Linked DNA regions of Mus musculus: region 1 is linked to region 2. A link is a contact called in public Hi-C data. All regions are on one chromosome and are shown on one strand. The core of a region is the stretch at or near the end of the contact, and the rest is flanking DNA. Distances in the headings are between cores, read along the strand shown. Region 1 has its middle 76 kb from the start of Gm26688. Region 2 overlaps Ofcc1 (orofacial cleft 1 candidate 1).

The links. A called contact is a pair of places that touch in the nucleus more often than the background predicts.
Region 1: a Hi-C map of cerebral cortex shows a contact between it and region 2, with 5 times the contacts expected there. The contact joins two enhancer-like sites. A contact is called at or near these places in 1 of 484 Hi-C or Micro-C datasets (cerebral cortex) and 1 of 9 other capture datasets (embryonic stem cells).

Annotation. Positions count from the first base shown.
Region 1 is chr13:40,650,439-40,653,138 of GRCm38.p6, forward strand. No RefSeq gene overlaps it. Among named protein-coding and RNA genes, the nearest start is that of Gm26688, 76 kb to the right of the region's middle. Within about 2 kb of position 1,328, at least 62 of the 459 cell types and tissues checked have an H3K27ac peak or open chromatin away from gene starts, as enhancers often do. A contact at or near this core is called in cerebral cortex, where this site is marked.
Region 2 is chr13:40,035,877-40,038,789 of GRCm38.p6, forward strand. All of the region lies in intron 16 of Ofcc1 (orofacial cleft 1 candidate 1), which reads right to left. Among named protein-coding and RNA genes, the nearest start is that of Gm40924, 110 kb to the left of the region's middle. Within about 2 kb of position 1,410, at least 15 of the 459 cell types and tissues checked have an H3K27ac peak or open chromatin away from gene starts, as enhancers often do. A contact at or near this core is called in cerebral cortex, where this site is marked.

The DNA.
Region 1 (2,700 bases), core at 78-2,577, 610 kb after region 2:
TGGGGGATGTTCAAAGAGAAGAGAGAGTGAAGCAAGGCAAGTAAGTGTGTGTGTGTGTGTGTGTGTGTGTGTGCTTATTAAAAGCCCCACTCTACACTTTATAGTGTACAGGCCTATCCACTTGACATTCCCCAAATAGAATAAACCATTTGCTAGAGGAAACTCACTAGAATATTCTGATCTTTGAGTTCCCTGACCTCAAAGCTTGCTGCTGCTACTGGCCTCTTCCCTCGAATAATAAGACAGCTAGTGTCTCAAAATCGAAACATATCTTTGTTCAAGTCCTGTTTCTAAGAAGCAGACATGACCAAAGGGGCAAAATAACCACATGTCCACTCCATGTGCAGGAAGGGAGGTTTGCAAAAGATGGGAGGGATTCCAGAGAGATGCCGAAAGGGATGTTTGGGTTCAATCTTTAAAAAAATTAAAATAAAAAAGCAAAAAGCAAAAATGAAGTAAAGAGCAAAAGACTGCTTTGGCACAGTTTGGACGGGTGTGAGAAGAAAAGGTCATCTTGAACCCCTTTGGAAGGCATCAGTTAAAATCTCAGTCAAGACCCTCAAATTGTCCAAGATCAGAAGTCATCCCATTTCAGCAGATTCCATGTTAAAATTTTGCCTTTCTCCAGTGATCTCATATAAACACGAGTGTTCATCAGGCGCGCCGGAGTCATTACTATTTATATTACCATACCCCGGCTGTGTGCAGTCAATTCATAAGCGTCCAGTTTTTCTAATTAATCACAAAAGATTTTTGTTTTGCCTGCAGCTAGTTCTGGGGTGACTCACGATGGCAAGCCAAAGCTCATACATCAAACACTGGCCCTTTCTCACTCTGGCCTTCTGCTCGGGAATGCAGTTCGGTGCTTCACCACCAAAAAAGGTGCAGACTGGGCATGCGCGGCCCCGGGCAGAGAAGACGCTTGCAGATCTGTCCTCTGCTGCGCCCGCCACTTGTTATTTTTATCTGATGCGTTCTCAGGCCAAATCAGATCCAGAGAGTGCAGCAAGGTTTCTAAATTCAGAGCTCTGCTGTTCTGTCTCCCTTTTTCCTCCTCTTCTGACATCCTGTTTTATCAAATCGGCCCAAGACCACAGCATTTCCAACAGAAGGACAGAGAACTATTTATTTTCATAGTCTTCAATCCTTTCAATGGTGGCCTTTTGTGAAGAGAATTTAAAAAAATAAAAAACAATGTCACCAAGAAATGGAGAAAATGCAAGATTCTGAATTTTCTCTTGCCAAATCCAGGTCATGATGGGCAGTAAGAATATCTATGCTGTGTGCAGTGGTTCTCACTCAAAGAATCCACGGTGAATTGTGGGTAGGTGACAGATGGAAAGGAGTCTCTGAAGATACCTTCTTCCTCCAGGATTGGGCCGGCGGAGGGGGGTGGTCAGAGCTACAGCTGGTTTGAGTCGGGACAGCCATGTACATCTTACACAAATGAACACAGAGCCACCAGTGGAAAGAGGCCGCCACTGTCTTGTGTATAATGCATTGCGTGAGATGAAATTCTGTTAAGATCAACCCAAGTGGAAGACTTGTACTGATCATGTTCTGTCTGGGTTGGCACTGGCCTCCTCGTGGAGAAAGTCCGGTAGTTCTCCAAATCTTCGGGATACTCTAGAGATGTCTGGCAACTTCTAGAAACTGATGCTACATACAGCCAGCCTTCAATAGCCATGGAAGCCACACTCATGGATTCAGCCAACTGCAGAAAAAAAAAAAGTATTCAGGGAGAACTCTGCATCCCACTGAATGCTTGAAGGTTTTCTTTCTATTCTGGAGTGTAGAGGTTTAAACCCAGATAAATGCTCTATCACTGAGCTACATCCCCAACCTCTCTGATTGTATTTGTTTTGTTTTGTTTTTACCATTTCCCTAACATATACAGTATAACAGTTCCTACATACTTGTTGTATATTGGGTATTGAAAGCATACAGAAGGATATGTGTAGGTCATGTGCAAATACCATCATTTTGTAGGAAAGACTTGAGCACTTGCAAGTCTGGGTCCACAAGGGAGATCATGGGGCCAGTCCTCTGCAGATGCTCAGGAACAACTGTGCTCTGTCATTAGCTTTGCTCCTCTTCTGTGCTCACTAATGTTCTGCATGTGGCACCTCTGCTAACCAGTCTCCCCAGGCATTTGCTTCTTGCCCACACCTACCATGAATATCTCCACCGGAGAATTCCGTTCTCTTTTTCTATTCGCCCATAAAAGCCACACTGGGCATCCCACCCACTACCAGCCTTGTTTATATCCCTACCTGATTCCCCAAGGTGACAGAGCAGACTCCTAGCTCCTGCTTCTTTCTTGATGCTTCTCCAGGTGAAGAGAAGCATAAATGGTATAGAATAGAATACATAAATAGAATAACTTTCACCGGTGAAGGATAAGGGTCACGGAATATCATGTTCCACCTTTGCCTTCCAAGATCCTAGCCATTTTAAGGTGTTTAACTACCCACTCTCTCACAAGTGACCGACTCTCTCGGCAGAGCTAGGACTCTCAGGCCAGCCCCACATTCCTCGAATACAGATGAGTGTTGTTGTGCATTTCTTTTTGAATCATAATTACAACAAAAATAAAAAATGCTGTTATTATCTCCTAATTAGGGAAGGCCAAACATACCTGGATCTGGGTTTGGGCTTTTCCCCTCTTCTAAAGCATATTTGCATATGTAAGGGGTCTGG
Region 2 (2,913 bases), core at 160-2,659:
TTTCCCTGAATGTATCTGTAGGAAAAAGTCCAGCAGTGAAGGGGAAGTCTTGCTAAGTCTCTCTACCATCCTTGCCCAGCTGTCGATGGGAACATTTCTGTGCAGACCTGGTGCTGTCATTCATAGTTGTTGAGAGTTCAGGATTATAATTATTACTCAAAGGCTAGTGACAACTAGAAATATGCTTATAATAACATTATAGGAAAATAAATCTAATATTGCTGTAGTAACATACTCTAAGGTAAAACAGTCACTTGCATTAGAAAAACCATCCATTGATGAAAGTGAATAATTGGAAAGAAATGAAAAGAAGTACTATATATGTGGTATATATTCAAATCCATTATTAATCAAGGGATCCCAGATAATGAAGAGCCAGCTAAAATTAACGAATCCGGTTATGAGAAGGTCCGCAGTACAGGAAAGGACGAAGCTGAATGTGAGCCTTACTCCACGGTGACAATGCCAGCTTTGATGTCTACGGTGTGCTCTAGTGGGTCTTTTAAGATGATTTGGGTTAGCTAGATGTCATGGCTGATGCTTGTCCTTCTAGGACTGGAGAGCCTGAAGCAAGAAGATTGCTGTGAGTTGAAAGCCAGTACAGTCTGCATAAGAAAAACTATGTCTCAAAAATTAATAAATAAACAAATAAATAGATAATAAATATTATGTTTTAGCTTGATAATTAAATTTCTAGAAAATGGATATGAGAAAAGCATCACATATGTGAACCAAGATTTATATGAAAAAAGAATGGCCATTGTATGGTTTGGAATGGAACTTGATGTACTAACATAAATATTTAACATAAATATTAACATAGCTTCATAGACTTTCAAACTAATTCTAGAAAGTATTCTAATCACATCAAACGATAAAAATGTATTAATTATTCTCTATATTATTTTTCTATATATTCTATATATTTATATTCATATCTATATATCTGAATTTTAGTGAACTTTGGGCTGTTTTGACTTTCTCCTTTTGGTGAGCATCCCCAGATTTTTCCCAGAGTAGCATGTATTACAGTTAGAAATCTGTTCTGCCCTTCAAAATTAATATCTCAAGACACAAAGGTTTTTCTTTTGAGGCCGTGAGCGTATTGTCTAACTTAGGAAAGGAATCCTGTTTCTTTAAATTCAAGCTCTGTGTCAGAGCCACCACTGGGAGGGGGTGCTGAGTCCCCTTGGCCTCCCGTTAAGCAGCTTCCTGAAGGGACACCACCTGATCAAGCATCATTTCTTCAGATTTTTAATTTCAAAACATTTCACTTGGCAGAGGCCAACCAGGGAGCCCTGTTGGTAACTGCTGGTACTTGGCAAGAGCAGTGGAAACGCAGGAAGGCACAGAAGCACCCGAGCAAGCCAGAACACTTTAATCATCTCTGAGCAACAGGAGAGCCAAGATTTACAGGGGCCTCCCACCCCTAGGTGTAGGCAGAGGGACTCACTCCAGTGTGGCTGTGAGCTTTTTATGGTTGTGTTATCATTCGGAGAACAGACACAAAGGCAGAGAGAGGGGTGGGCGAGAAAGCGCATAACGCTTCTACACACTAAGCTTAATTTCAATATTGTTTCAGGCTCCTGGGGTCTCCTTATGAATAACTGTAAAATTCCATCATTTCGAAAATTAGTGGATCACAAGGAAAATCGCGTCTTAGAGGACTCTGCTGCTGTCAACGGGAATATTGGGAGTTTGCCCGCACATCGCTGCATGCTAAGTAGGCCTCCGGTTCAGGAAAAAGAGCTACAGAAAAATGATACGGGTTGAGGTCAACATTATCATTATTTCTTGCATCTGGCCGAAATGTATATTAAAAAAGAAAAGAAAAAGAGAGAAAACATGCAATTTCGAGAATATTCCTACAGTTGAAAGGTGACTGGAGGGTCATTAACCTATAGGATGGGTTTGAGCTCCATCGGGTAGGGTGGTCCACACACTAACAGCATCTGAATATAATATTTCTATAATCCCTTCCATTTCTGGATAAGATTCGGTTCTATTCCATAGCAAATCTACAGCTGTGCTATGTTCAGTGGCTATAAAACCATCCATCTGCGTAATCTGGAGGCAAAAAAAAAAAAAAAAAAAAAAAAAAATCCCTACAAAGACAAGCAGAGGGTCTGGGCAAATGATCTATCTTCATCTGTGCTGTTAACATCCTTCTCGCTGTTCTGGCCTGGTGAGGTAGATATCTTTTTGTGAAACCCACAGAGAGCCAGCTGTCTCTCCAAGTCCAACAAAAATCACACAGACAATTATATTTAGCATCTATCATCTCACACAGAACTACACAGTTTCATCTTACCTACTTTTTCTCATTTTAAGTTTACTAAACTTATTAGTACACAGACTACAAAACAATGGGAAGCCTGCCTTCACAGAGCATGGGAATCCAGGGTTCAGGGTGGGAGCCTTGATCCAGGGCTCTGGCTCTGATGGAAATGGACAGTTTGCCTGAGCATGTGTCTCTGACTTATTCCCTCCATTCTTTTTTATTTCCTTCCATTTTTTTGTGCTTCTGTTTTGACTTTTGTATTTCTCTTTTTCTATAATTTCCTTCTGAAAATACATTTTTATCAACTCTTTGAGAATTTAAAATATGTATGCAATGTAGTTTGATTAGATGAAGCCCCCACTCACCTCCCTAACTCTTCTTGGATCCACTCTTAACCATACACTTTCCCAGTCTCATGACCTCTGTCAGTTTTAATTTCTTTTGCTTTTAATAACTCACTAAATGAAGATTAAGTTTCTCCCAGACTCATGGATATGGTGCCATCCACTGGAGCACCATCAGTCTACCAAGGGCTACACTATTTATTCCATCTTAAATGCCAGAAATACAGACTAAGTCACCCATTTTTCTCAGTCCCATGAATGTCTATCTGAACAGAATCTGTGTGCTGT